Linked DNA regions of Mus musculus: regions 2 and 3 are each linked to region 1. A link is a contact called in public Hi-C and HiChIP or PLAC-seq data. All regions are on one chromosome and are shown on one strand. The core of a region is the stretch at or near the end of the contact, and the rest is flanking DNA. Distances in the headings are between cores, read along the strand shown. Region 1 holds the start of Cant1 (calcium activated nucleotidase 1). Region 2 has its middle 15 kb from the start of Gm38514. Region 3 overlaps Dnah17 (dynein, axonemal, heavy chain 17).

Region 1 (4,612 bases), core at 1,830-4,329:
AACAATCAGACACAAAACCAAAGGAAGAAGTTGTTCTTTAAAAATATATATATATTTATTTTATTTACATGAGTACACTGTAACTATCTTCAAACACACCAGAAGGAGGCACTAGATCCCATTACAGATGGTTGTGAGCCACCATGTGGTTGCTAGGAATTGAACTCAGGATCTCTGGAAGAACAGTCAGTGCTCTTAACCACTGAGCCATCTCTCCAGCCCCCAGAAGTCTTTCTTAAAAGAGGAAGTTTACATATTTTTGAAAAGTCTTCTGACCCATCTTGTTTGGTGATATCCCACATGAACTTCAAGCCAGAAGGAGTCTTGTTCCCCACCTGGCCAATGTTGCTGCAAAGGGCCAAGGAGACACCAAGCAAACATTCCTGCCAGTTCCTCCCACTAGATCCTCTCACCAGCCCCCTACCCCCCCCCCGCCACTAAGTCCTCCCAGTGGGTCCTCCCATCAGATCCTCCCATTAGGTCCTCCCACTAGGTCCCCCACTAAATCCTCCCACTAGGTCCCCCACTAAATCCTCCCACTAGATCCTCCCACTAGGTCCTCCCACTAGATCCTCCCACTCATCCTAATCCCATTAGGTCACATTCCTTTTGTCCAATCATGTTTATATATGCAGTTCCTTCTTCATCAAATCCAAGCATTAAAATAATGTTCCCAGGCTAGAGCTGGAGTTCAACTGGTAGAATGTGTGCTGAGCATGCCAAAGCCCTGGGCGCCATCCTCCAGCCATTCACCACACAGACCAGGTGTGATGGTGCACACCTGTAATCCCAGACACTCGGAAGGTTGGAGTATCAGTTCTGGGGTCATCCTCAGATGTATAGCTAGTTTGAAGACAGCTTGAGCCACGTGTTTCCCGGGATTCTCTGGATTTTGAAGGTTCTCATTTCTTAAACAGAGATTTTGTGAATATGATGTGCTATTCTCTCGCTGCCTGCATTTTGTTACTAGAGTGTAGGCTACTCCATGGAGGGTGAGGAAGTTCAGGTACTTTTCCGATCCTGTGGCAGCTATGACAGCGTCTCCCATAATGCAAAGAAGAATGCAGATCTTCTGGCTTTTCTTAGCCATGGAGCCACTGCAGACTGCTGCTCTGGAGGACATGTACTCACTCCTGCATGAACACGTACTTTGGGCCAGTAGGTTTTCTTCTAGGAATTTATCCTAGGTACATTTTATAGTTGTGCTTTAATAACACAAGGATATTCCCTGAAGTATTGTTGAAATGTGAGATTTTAGGTATTCCAAAAGAATGTTTTAGGGTGGAATTAAATAGCTTCCCTATGGTCTTGGGTAGAAGACTGTATATGGTAAAAAACCTCATTGGTCTCCTGACTCTACAGGAGTAATTCTATTCAAGGTCCCTAAAGGTCAGTTGCTGGGTAGTTGCAGGACTGTGTCATTCAACTTCTGAAGCTTGCAACGAGATGATGAGAAAGAAGTGTTGAAGCTGGTAACAAAAGTATCAATGCAACCCAACATCTCCTAAACAGACCTGTGTGCCTATGGAAACATCATTCGGATAAGGTTAGTATTGCACAATAGCAATACGGAAGGGATGGATTTCTTCTTAAAGAGATATTACCATAGCTACAAAAGAATTGCACACCGTCTAAAAGATATGACAGGGCTGAGAAGAAAACTCAGCTGGCAAAGTGATAGACTTGCAAGCACAGAGGTGAATCCACTGCCCAGAAATCATGTTACGAAAATGATGGGTGTGGTGTTGCAATCCTGGTGCAAGGGGTACTAGAGCTTCCTGGGACTCACTGGGGCTCAGTGGCCAGCCAGGCTAGCCTACTCAGCCAGTTCCAGGCCATCCAGAAACCGAGGTTGTCCTCTGGCCTCTAGGGGAACGCAAGTGCACCTGTGAATATATAAACCCACACAGATGCGTGTTCTCTCTCTCTCTCTCTCTCTCTCTCTCTCTCTCTCTCTCTCTCTCTCTCTCTGTGTGTGTGTGTATGTGTGTGTGTGTGTGTGCGCGCGCGCGCGCGCGCGCCCCTGGAACACCGACTCTGCCATCTCTCATAAAGGTTAAGCTGGGCAGAACTGAGCAATGTATTATTTAGAGTTGCACAGCTATGTGTTGTCTGCAAAGGAAGGCTTGAGAAAGATGAGCACAGTATTCGGGACCATGCCTCCCGTTGCAGGTGTAAGGAGAGGAGCTGGGAATTGGAAGGAATACCTAGAGTGCTTTAAAAATCCTACGAGCAATCTGCTATTCCGAGTGGAGAAGCTGTAACAAATAGAAGGTGGCTGATTGGGACTTGGTTTGGTCTGACACGAACATCAGAGAATTCAAGAAAGATGGCCTGCCAACCCAAGCACAGAAGAGGGAACCCAGCACATTTCTATTTTTCACATGTAATTTAGTATATATTCTAACGTTAGTTAGTGTATGTCCCAGAGGACAAAAAGGGGTGGAAGAAAGGGTTGTTTTTCACCGTGTTGGGTTACATATTTTGAATTCGTCCCAACTGTGCATCGGTTACTTCCCAGAAGGCTTTTGGGAGACTCAGGGATGAGGCTGAAGTCAGGAGGCAGGGCTGACTCTCTCCATGGTTGATGAGGGCCTCTTAAAGTCCTTACATGCCACCACTGTCTAGGACTGAGCCGGTATCACACAGCACAGAGCTCAGGGCAAGGCAGGCTGGGAAAAGATGAACCGGGGTCCTCCGTTTGTAAGGGCTATTGACTACAGTCGGCGGCGGGAACACACCACCATCCTCTGGTCCTGCTGTGGAATCTGGTCAGCATTGGCTATGACCAGCTGGAACTGCTCAGAAGAGGGTCTGAGGACTAGGGCGGCAGAGAGGAGTCCTAACTTCTAAACTTCCTGAGACGAAGGTCGGGGGGACCAGGCAAAGAACCCTGAAGCTTAACTGGGGAACGACAGACAACTCCTTTGCTGGATTTCCGCGCCTCAATTACAAGCTCAAGCGAAAAACTACGATTCCCAGCAGCCCGGCGCTCAGTGCGCAGGCGCAGAGCAGAGACTGGGTGGGCGAGTAGAGGAAGACACATAGAGCAAAGGCTGCCGGGAAGACGTGGCTGTAGGCAACCGAGAGTGCGGCGCAGGAAGACACTTAGAGCAGAGGCTGCCGGGAGCGCGCGGCCAGAGTGAGGCGCAGGCGCAGAACAGAGACTGCCGGGAGCGCGCGGCGGGGCGGAAGTGGCCGCCTGCCCTGTCCGGCCCTACGCAGGTAGGCGGCAGCCCGCAGGCTCCGGAGCCAGGCCCTCAGTGGGTGAGTGACGGTGCGCCCGCGGCCGGGTGCCCTCCCTCGCTGTGTTCTGGGGCCTGTTGCCACCCGCATCCGTCCGGCCCGGCCCCAGGCACCTCAAACTCCCCCCCGCAGCTAGGCTGTGACGGGTGCCGGACAGACAGACGTCTTTCCCCCTCTGGCTTGTGTGGGAGACCTCCCCTTTCTGATGAGGGTGCCGTGCTGAAGTAGTGCGAAACTTCTTCCTCTTCTGACTAGCATGCTTCAAATGCCCCTAGCGACAGTACCTTCCCTCCCTCCCTGCCTGGCCTGGGCACGGGCTCTCCAGTTTGGCACTTGATCACCTCTCTAACAGACCCACCTACGCACCCCATCCTCACCTGTAACCGCCCACTTCCTTGCTCCTGTCCTGGCTCTTCTTGCTGTCATCTAAGATTGGACCTTCCCCCTAGGCAGCATAGTGCACTATCCTTTTTTACTACCCGACTACCGACACCCCCTGCTTCTTCTGCACACCCCCTAGTCCCTTTCTGCACATACAACCCTAATCTCGGCTAGACTCTCCCAGCCTCGAAGTCGGGCATCACCTGGTCCATCCTTACAGAGCTTCCTGCCCCTAGCACCTGTGACATTCATACGCCTCCAGTAAACCCAAGCACCTTTCTGCAGTCACTCGGGAGTGCCTCAGTAACCAGCTTCATTTCCCAGTTCCATCTCAGGTCTATATACTGGACAAAGCTTAGACCTGGGAACCTGGTCTCACGGTGTCAGTGGGGCCTGACTGACTAGATCTTACAAGCTCCCAAGACTGTCCTGCATGTACTGCAGACCCTGCCTTGGGAACTCCTTCTCCCTGCCCCTCTGGGGCTTGTCTGAGGACCATCCTTCTGGACTGGGCTACAGGCCCTCCTTTGAGCTGCTCCCTAGACCTCGGCCTAGCAGTCTTGCTGGAACCCGTGAGCACAGCCTACTTCCTTCTGGATAAGACAAGGGATCTCTGTCACATAGAGCCCAGAGCGTCTTTGCTTGGCTAGAGACAGAATTCTGTGTGCTTTCTTGCTTTCTTTGTTCCATTTGACCTGTTATAAAAAAGTAAATGCTTCTTGCAACTGAATGGACCATGTACTGTGACCATATTGTCCCTCAGTCCCCTTTACCACGTAATATGCACCAGTGTGTCCAGGAATGCATGACATCCTCTGCCTGCTGAGCAGCGGGGACAGGAGGAGAGGTCTAGAGAGTGGAAGAGGCAGGTGTCCCGTTGCCACCCACCTGACTGTGGCATGTGTGCCCATGAAGCTCCCACAGATACGTGCGACCCTGTCACCTGAGCCTTGGAACATCCTTCGCAGTGTGGCTGTCTTCGCCG
Region 2 (4,468 bases), core at 379-2,878, 270 kb after region 1:
CAGCCACAGGTCCTGGGATGCCAAAGAAAGGAAGCCAGGTCTGCTGGGTCAAAAAACAGAAACTTCACAGATGGGCTCCCACTCCAGTTACATCACAGAGACAGACAGAATCCCAGGTCAGTATGAAGTGCCGCTCTAGTGCATCTTGAAGAAGAGAAAAGAGATACAAGAAATTGGGAAAAGCTGACTTTTTCTTTCTATTGATACCTTGCTGTATGTTCAGCTGGTTGCACTTCTTTGCATTGAGCGTAGTCCTTTATCACGGTTCCAGAATCAAGCTGGCTGAAGTACACAGAGCTGGGACTGGGGAGATGGCTCTGTGGGTAAAGTGCTTGCATCTCAGGCATGAGGACCTGAGTTCAGTTCCCTGGACCCCACATAAAGCCAGATACAATATTGCACATCTGCAAGGGGTGGAGGCCGAACACCTCCACCTGGAAGGAGGAAGAATGGAAGCTCGTGAGCCAGCTAGCCTGAAGCACAGCATAGCGAGTAAGAAAACATGTTGTCTCCAAGGAGATGGAAGGCTGCTGCCCTCTGACTGTCACACAAGTCCCATGGTGCATTGGCACCTACACCACCACCCCACACAGAGCATCTTTTAAAGTTCATGGGTGTGAAAGAGCTAAGGAGAACTTCATGTGGCAGGAAAGTGGACAGCTTCCTGTTCACCCTCACAGCCCTTCCCTGCCCTGCATGCCGGTGGATGGAGGGGTCCTAAACACCCGCTTGCTCTCACCCAGCACCTGTCTGTAGCAGCTGTGGTAAAGCCTCTAGTGATTGTCCTTGAGGCTCTACGTGTGCCTGTCTGTCTCTCCCCTTTAGATAGCATTAAATGGACCCAGTGTGACCTGGAGCAGAGGACCATTCATGGTGTTCTCAACAGACTGCAGTCCAACACACATTTGACCTAACTCCGCCCATCTCACCCTCAGATGTGTGCCTTGGGCCTGTACATAATCAGTTTAATTTTCCATGGCTGAGAGCTTTGTGGGGGCAAAGCATGAGCTAAGGGTATTGCCAGCCAGTTCCTACTGGTCTATGAGTCAAATCTGGTCATGTCATGTACTGTGTGGAATTCATCCTAAAATGTAGTCAAGCAAAAATAAATAAATACCAAGCATAAAAATACAAATGAATAGAATTCATTGCACTCTGCAGCCAGGCTGTTGAAATGACCATTGGCCACTGAACTGTCCTTGAACTCCAAAAGGAACTCAGTGGGGCACAGCATCAGTTTTGAAGCAGATGAGTTCTGCCCCTAGCTGTGAGGAGTCTAGGGTCTTGAGTCTCCTCAGGGCCCCCAGGCCCTTACTTCCCATCCTGCTCTTACGCAGGCTTTGTCATGCACTAAATTTACCACTTGGCCTACAAGTGTGCCCTGCTTAGATCCTGTGTGCTATCCTAAAGACATGGACATTGCTTGTGCCCAGGAGGTTTGTCAGAACCTGTAGGGTGACCTGGAATTCTGGAGGCCCTAAGTCAGAGTAAGGCCTCTGCTGGGTGTCTCCTCTGGGGCTCCTGACTGCTGATGTGGCTGTTGCTTCTGTTGCCTAAGCCCTGCATATTCATGTGCTGTTCTGTGTATGACCTCATTTCCCTTTGCGTAAAGACGCCAGTCATGTTGGATCTGGGCCCACCAACTCCAACATGACCTCATCTTAACCACCACAGTATTGATGCTAGCCATAGATAGATATGGAGATGTGGTCGCCTGCTAGCACTTCAGTCTGTGCGTGTGGAGAGGCAGGGACACAGTTAAACTAAGTTAAACACAGTTAAACACAAAGGGGTACCCTTTGTGATGTCTCATTTCTCCTAGGATGGCTGGTTGCTTCCCATTCCCTGCCTTCCTGAGGCTCATTGTCTTTGCCTGTGTCCCCATGGTTATCTGTGTCCTGTGGTCTGACAGTGCTCAATGTCAGGGTGGACAAGAATCCAGGAAGAGCTTGTAATAGATGTGAGGGCCAAGAGGAGATGGAGTTCTGCATCTCTGGATGAGCACATGGGTGGGAAATCCCATTTGGAGATCCTATAGAATAAGCAGTTATTTCTGAGAAAAGTCTATGCAGATCTATACTATATATTCTGCATAGTTATAATCAAGTTTATATTCTTGTTTGTTTGGTCGGTTTTTGTTGTTTTTTGTTTGTTTGTTTGTTTGTTTGTTTGTTTGTTTGTTTTGGGGGGGTTGCTGTTGTTGTTTTTTTGTTTTTGTTTTTTTTGTTTTTGTTTTTTGTTTTTTTGAGACAGGGTTTCTCTGTGTAGCCCTGGCCATCCTAGAACTCACTTTGTAGACCAGGCTGGCCTCGAACTCAGAAATCCGCCTGCCTCTGCCTCCCAAGTGCTAGGATTAAAGGCGTGCGCCACCACCGACCTGCACAAATTTATATTCTTGATCCTAATTAGTATTTTTAAATTTTTATCTTGACTAATATTTTTAGCCAGTTGTTTGTTTTGTTGATTTTTGTTTGTTTTCTTGTCTTTTTTTGAGACCAGGTCTTACCCCAGGCTGGCCTAAAAGTCAAGATCCAACCTGCTTCTAGCACCTGAGTCCTGGGTTTACAGACACATACCACTATGCCCAGCTTGCTAATCTTGTATTTTCTTTTAAGTGTTATTTATTTTTAAGTGTGTGTGTGTGTGTGTGTGTGTGTGTGTGTGTGTGTGTGTGTGTGAGAGAGAGAGAGAGAGAGAGAGAGAGAGAGAGAGAGAGAGAGAGAGAGAATGTACACCACGTGAGTGCAGTGCCCACAGAGGTCAGTAGAGGGCACCAGATTTCCCAGAACTGTAGTTACAGGCAGTTATGAGTTGCCTAACTGGAGTTCTAGAAACCAAACGTGGGTCCTCTGAAAGAGATGGTGTGTGCTATTAACTTCTGAGCCATTTCTTCAGTCCCATTGATCTTTCAAATGGCTGGATTCTGTTTGTTTCTGATGTGACTTGTGTTGTCCTTGTCCTTGGGATCAGGAGGGGTGGTCCATGGTTGCTGCCTCTTTAGCTGCAGCCCTGGCGTCCCTGGGGTGCAGTTGGTTAAGGTTCTGCTGTAGCACAGGTTTAACATGTGTGCTGCATCTCTCTGACTTGGGGGTGTATGAATCCACCTTTCCCAGTCAGCCGTGTGCAAACGCCAAGTTCTATTTTTACACCTCCTCAGCTCCTTTGACAGTGCCTCTCTCTCCTGCTTAGCAACAAGAAAACCAAATTTAACTTCACCTGTAAACAAGTCTGTCAGGCATTTTCCCCCACTTATAACCAACTGATTTAACTTTGTTGCTCTCAGATAAACATCAGCCCCTGTTCAGTACTAGGCACTGGCTGGTCAGGAGCACAGCTGTTCTGGTGGTTGTCTGTCCCCTCCTAAGCAGCCACGCCCTCAGGCTGGCTGTTAGGGCTATGGAAAGGGATGTAGTGGGGAGGTGGTAGTGGTCGCTCTGGTGGCATCAGGTTGTGGCACACTGGGAAGTTTGACATCTCCTCCTTTACTGGTCTCCCAGTGTTGGGCGCCATCAGAGACATGGGGGTTCATTGACTCTTATTCCTAGGTCAAGTAGCCGTGTCAGTCCACTGTGCCCTGGAAGACAGTCTTGTGTCTGCCTTCTGTGGCCTCTCTCTGAGAAGAACTTAATGAATTGTTGATCACTCGCTTGAGCAAGTAGAGGGGATCCTGCTGAATGGCCACAAAATGGCAGCAAAGCTGAAAGTCTTATTTGGCTTTTATTTGCATATCTATTATAGACGGGGTCTAAGAACTCCGATCTGCTCAGGGTAGGGAGACAGAAAGGGACAGAAAGGGACAGAAAGGAAACAAATGGGGATGGTTGTGCTGGCTCCAGCTCTCACTTGCCTATGAATAGCTGTCTTTGGTCAGAGCCAGTGGTAGATTGCCTGAGGTAGATTGGCTGCTTAGCTCAGAAGTGCAGTCCTACTTGGGCTTTCTGCAGGTGTGCATGCTACCTTAGGGTGCAGTTCCTCACACAAGGACCCCTGGGCAGGAGCATACTTAGGCAATGTGTGTCAAACCTGCACTCTACACATGATTTACTCTGTAGCATTCGGTGGTCTGGCGGCCCCTGGCTTGGACCCTCTGTGTAACCTATTTCTTCTGTTCTGCTGTTTTCCTCCACTCCCTCCACTTACCCAGCCTGTAGCTGGTTTTAGCATCTGACGCTTCTCTTTGGAGTTGAAGGATGGCAGTTGGCTCTCTTCCAGGCGTTCCCCAAGCGTGTTTTATGCTAACAAATGAGGTATAAGCATCTAACGCAGAGTCATGGGCTGGCTGCAGCGGGGCAAAGCCAGGTTTCACTGTCTTTCTGGTGCACTGCCAGGCTTACACAGTACCTTAGTTCCTGCAGAATGCACACATTCCTTGTGGGCGTTCTGGCCTTTATCAAGTTCTCAAGTAAGGGGAGTGCTGTGGCTGCCTGCGCTGCCTGCTCAAATGGTCCCCACAGTTGCACCTTCTGTA
Region 3 (4,765 bases), core at 1,956-4,455, 310 kb after region 1:
GAGGATACAGTGTGACCCAGGGCACCTGTCTAAAACCATATGAACCTAGGGAACTGGGTGACCTTGCAGGAAAACTCCAGGAAAGAAGCGCTAGGCAGTGGTCCACCCTATGCAGGCCAGACAGAAAGTCCCTCTGCTCAGTCCACTCTGACTCTGCCATGGAAGTCAAATAGAGAACTCTGACCTCAGTAGCCTCCTGGAACTGATCACATGTCAAGACCAGAAGTGCTGGTGTTAGCTTGAAATACCAGCCAAGCAAAAGGCTTTATACCAGCTTGCTGGAACCACATCCCCGGTGCGTCCATTCCTCACGGCTCACTTTAGAAGGGTCTGGACCAACAAACTACAGGCTCACACAGGCCTGTCTGCCCTCTGTGGCTGTGGGAGGCCCTCCTGATGCCACTACACTGTCCTTCACTGACTGGCTGGGCCTTCCTCCCTGTCCTCTCAGCACCCTCAGAGCCAACCCGTGGGATACGCAGCCTGCAGCTCACATGGCCACCTTGGGGCTGGTGCCTGCTTTAGGTATAATATTATGGTTCCTCTTCTCTGCCAATCAAAGAAAAGGCAGGAAAAAAAGTGTTGCCTAAAATCTTGGGGAGCCCCAATGTCCCTTCTTAGGGCTCTTAGGGCTCATAACAAAGGAATTTAAGAACAACACAAACAGAAGCTCAGGGGCAACAGAAAGACTCAGGCAGACTCTGAGACAAGATACTGTGTGGGGGTCAGAAGGGAAAACCTCAGGGCAGGCAACCCAGGACTTGTGCAGCTGTCTGGAGACCAGAGAAGGAAAAGAAAACAGCCATGAACCTTGAAATGACGTGGCTGGGGGTAGGGGTAACACCAGACTACAGCTGGCGTGGAGTGTCTTTAGAAAAAGGGGAAAGACCCCCAAAGTTTTAGCATGGGGTTTAGGCCTACTTTAGCTCAAATCTCCCTTTGAAAGGAAAAGAAGAAAAAGAGACAATTAAACCTCTCGAAGCAGGAACCCAAAAGGTGGGCAGACCTAGTCCAGCCTTATGGTGGGTCAGCTCATGGAGCCTGCACAAGAAAGGCAGGAATTCTAGAGGCGGGGATGGTATATGATCTACCTTCCTAGACAGGGGTGGTCCCCAGCCAGGTCCCTAACCTGCCTCCCCCCCCCCCATTGGATTATCTATTAAAAAGGGCAGGTCTCCTCCAAAAGATGGATTCCATTCTTTACAAGATGGAGCAAACCTGGGCAGAGCCACTCCCATCTGTTCTGTACCCACGAGTCTGTGGTGTGCAGAGATGCCTGAGCCTTGGCATAGAGGAGCAGGTGGCATGTCAACCTTGGAACCAAGATACACTGCACATGAGCATACAGGGGCTCTGAGAAGGACACAGGGGCAAGTGAAATCTCAGCCTTGCCAGGAGCCTTCCTGTAGTGTGGGTTTGGGTTCTGTGGTGGGACAGAGAGACACACCACACCCAAACCCACACATAAATGAAAAATAATTTTTAAAAAATGTAATAAAGCAGGCTGGTGAGATGGCTCAGCGGGTAAGAGCACTGACTGCTCTTCTGAAGGTCCTGAGTTCAAATCCCAGCAACCACATGGTGGCTCACAACCATCTGTAATGAGATCTGACGCCCTCTTCTGGTGTGTCTGAAGACAGTGACAGTGTACTTATGTATAATAATAAATAATTAAATTATTGGGCCAGAGTAAGCAGGGGCTGAGCGAGCAGGGCCAACTGGGGCGAGCGGGGTTGACCAGAGTGAACGGGGGGTCCTAAAAATTCAATTCCCAACCACCACATGAAGGCTCAGAACCATCTGTACAGCTACAGTGTGCTCACATACATAAAATAAATAAATCTTTAAAAAACTAAAGAAAGAATAGTTAACAACAAAAACAAAAATTTAATAAAGCAAAACAAAATAAAAACTCTTGCTAGCATGAAGGAGTCTGCCCCTCTTAGAGTGCCACCAAGCTCAACAGGACAGCCAAGGGCTCAGCCAAAGTCACCCTCTCCCTGACGGACTGACCCATCCGAATCCGTGCTCCTTAGCCACCTCCGTCAAATCAATGCCTGGACTCCGTGGCTGCTCCCCTCTCCCTCGTTTTTATTAGAAGATTAAATGTGTACAATGAGAGCTAATGAAGGGGGAAAGGCATCAGGATCAAAATAAAGGCATAAGTCACCAGCAACGGGGAAACATGTAAAAATGCCCTGTAACAGAATGTTGCCTCCTGTGGCATTGCCAGCCAGGAGCAGGAGGGCGTCTGGAAGTGAGTTTGAACGGCAGATCTGAACAGAATATACTGAGGAATTTTAAAGGCCTCGGAAGTGACCAGGTGTACATTCAATCGATTTGTACATACCATAGATAGCATGCATGCAGAGATTTAACTAGAGGGTAGTTTTCTGGGTTTGTTATTTTAAAAATGTCCATACATACCCCCTCCCCCAACAGTCCATGTGAGTCGCTCGCTCTGTGTCCCCTTTGTCCATACCAGCACATTGCACACAACCAAGGTCTGTGCAAATACAGAATGGATGAACTGACACCCACGTCACCCTGGGATCAGACAGCTCAGAGCCACCCTTAGCAAATCTTCTTTCAGGGGTGGGGTAGGGGCGCTGCACACTGACAGACACCCCCTGCTTCCATTCAGGACTCTCAGCAGCACCCACAGAAGGATGCTCTTCCAGGTCTGGGGGAAAATCTGTCTCTCATGAAGGCAAATGACCCAATCTTTGTCCCCACTCCCACCCCGGCAGTCTGACCTAGAGGATATCACAGACCTCATAGAGATGCGGGAGGAAGTGTCCAGCCTGGTCATTGGAGCCATGAAGGTGGCTGAGGAGTACCAGGACTCCTTTGAGAGGTACTCCTACCTTTGGGTGGATGACCTTCAAGAATTTATGAAGAACTTCCTCATCTTCGGGCACGCGCCCACCCCTGAGGAGCTGGACACCAAGACGGACGACACCATCCCCAAGACACCACCTACCCTGGCTCAGTTCCAGCAGCAGGTGTGTATGGTCCTGTTGTCCTCCTGTGTCACCTCCCACATCCTCGGGTAGACGACCCCCTCCCCACCCCCCACAGGCCTGATTTGAAAGTTGGGTGGCCTGATTGCTATGTAGGTTTTAAATTTGCTCCTGGTGAGGCCAGGAGAGAGAGCATGCCTTACCGCACTATGCCACACGGGGGAGCACCACTGTCACAGGAGGAATAGCATGCCTTACTACACCACGCCACATGGGGGGGAGCACCACTGTACCAGAGAGGCAGCCAGGGAGAGAGAAGAGGCCTCAGCAGGATCTACCAGGCTTGTAGTGTGAATGACTTCAGTTAGGTCAGGTGAGGGCACTATGCTGAGCTGGCTGGTGTCCCATCCTGTGGCAAGTAGGACAGAGGACTGATCCCTGAGAATAAGAGTCCCTAAGAGCCAGATAAGAGGTGGCTGGGAGCACTACACTCAGGCCAGCTCCAGGTGAGGTCTGCAGTCTAAGAATCGGCCTTCAGGGTCAGCAAGAGCTCAGGTGTCAGAATTGGGAATCTAGAAAGTGAAGCAATCCAGTCCTGAGGTTGGTCTTGGGCACAATGAGAAAGCCCTCTCCTCCCCCACACCAGTGAGAAGAAAGATGGGATGGCTCAAAGTCTGCAGGTGCTCCCATGAGTTAAGGGGTGCCCTTTGGGAGTCCCCTCCTGCTCCAGAAGCCTTACTGTAGTCACCCAATCCCATCCTCTTCTGTCTATCTGTCCCCTCCTAGAGGTGGGGCAGAAGGAGCTCTGAGGTGTTGGGACAGGGCAAACAGGTAGCAGTGGTCTCAGCCTCTCTTAAGCTGCACCCTGGGCCACCTGGCTGCCCTTCACAGCCAGACAGGAAGCGGCGATGGCTAGTGGGGGACACACAGCCATGGCTGATGGAATCCACGGCTGTGTTGGGCAGATTGACTCGTATGAGAAGCTGTATGAGGAGGTGTCCAGCTGTGAGAACACCAAGGTCTTCCATGGCTGGCTGCAGTGTGACTGCCGCCCCTTCAAGCAGACCTTGCTCAACACCATCAAGCGCTGGAGTTTTCTGTTCAAGCGATACCTGAACAACCACGTCATCAACAGGTGAGGCCATGGCCCGCTGCTGCAAATCTGAGACTTCCCCGGACCCCCCCCCCCCCGACAGCCTGGGAGAGGCACCACGGACTTAGTAAGTGGCTCAGTGGCCTGATCTGAAAGTTGGGTGGCCTGATTGTGATATAGGCTTTACATTTATTTGCTCCTGGTGAGGCCAGGAGGAACAGCATGCCTTACCACACCATGCCACACGGGGGAGCACCACTGTCACAGGAGGAACAGCATGCCTTACCACACCATGCCACATGGGGGAGCACCACTGTCACAGGAGGTGGTGCATGTGGTTCCTTGCTGTGACCAGTGCAGGGCAGGTAGAAGAGTGAAGTACCTGTCAGGCTCTGTGTTGAAGCCTTGAGCCTGGCAGGAAGGCTGGGACAGCCCAGTCATTGCACAGGAAGGTCACCGACAGCAGCATAAGCATTCTCTCTAACTGAGCCCATCTGGGCGGCTGGCTGCTCTCAGCTGTGGCTTTAAGATAGCGCTCAAGGATCAGCCTGGGCTACGCTAATACTTTTGTGACATCTAGGCCGAGGGGGACCACATGGGGGGGCAGTGGCTGCCCCTCTCCAGGTGGTGCCTTGCATGGCAGTCGAGTGTCCCTGCTAAGGGGACATTGAGGTGGTGGCCGAGGAGGATGAGCCCCTCACCTGAGTCC

What was found. Hi-C and Micro-C count contacts between places; a contact is called where the count stands out from the background. HiChIP or PLAC-seq counts read pairs in DNA pulled down with a chosen protein or histone mark.
Region 2: an HNF4G HiChIP or PLAC-seq map of pancreatic cancer cells shows a contact between it and region 1. The contact joins the enhancer-like site here to the promoter of Cant1 in region 1. A contact is called at or near these places in 5 of 115 datasets of contacts at active chromatin or transcription factors (bone marrow-derived dendritic cells, bone marrow-derived macrophages, effector CD8 T cells and 2 more).
Region 3: a contact with region 1 is called in a Hi-C map of regulatory T cells, with 3 times the contacts expected there. The contact joins the enhancer-like site here to the promoter of Cant1 in region 1. A contact is called at or near these places in 1 of 39 promoter capture datasets (pre-B cells), 1 of 484 Hi-C or Micro-C datasets (regulatory T cells), 3 of 115 datasets of contacts at active chromatin or transcription factors (extraembryonic endoderm stem cells, large pre-B cells and pancreatic cancer cells) and 1 of 9 other capture datasets (pancreatic islet).

What each region holds. Positions count from the first base shown.
Region 1 is chr11:118,417,585-118,422,196 of GRCm38.p6, reverse strand. Cant1 (calcium activated nucleotidase 1) reads left to right here and starts at 3,079. Exons shown (of 5, transcript NM_001025617.2): 1 at 3,079-3,267; 2 at 4,543-4,612. Gm35598 (a long non-coding RNA gene) reads left to right here. Exons shown (of 3, transcript XR_880340.2): 3 at 1-36.
Region 2 is chr11:118,150,296-118,154,763 of GRCm38.p6, reverse strand. No RefSeq gene overlaps it. Among named protein-coding and RNA genes, the nearest start is that of Gm38514, 15 kb to the right of the region's middle. Within about 2 kb of position 1,628, at least 60 of the 459 cell types and tissues checked have an H3K27ac peak or open chromatin away from gene starts, as enhancers often do. A contact at or near this core is called in bone marrow-derived macrophages, memory CD8 T cells and pancreatic cancer cells, where this site is marked.
Region 3 is chr11:118,102,656-118,107,420 of GRCm38.p6, reverse strand. It overlaps Dnah17 (dynein, axonemal, heavy chain 17), which reads left to right. Exons shown (of 81, transcript NM_001167746.1): 19 at 2,751-3,005; 20 at 3,929-4,098. Among named protein-coding and RNA genes, the nearest start is that of Dnah17, 24 kb to the left of the region's middle. Within about 2 kb of position 3,205, at least 40 of the 459 cell types and tissues checked have an H3K27ac peak or open chromatin away from gene starts, as enhancers often do. A contact at or near this core is called in regulatory T cells, where this site is marked.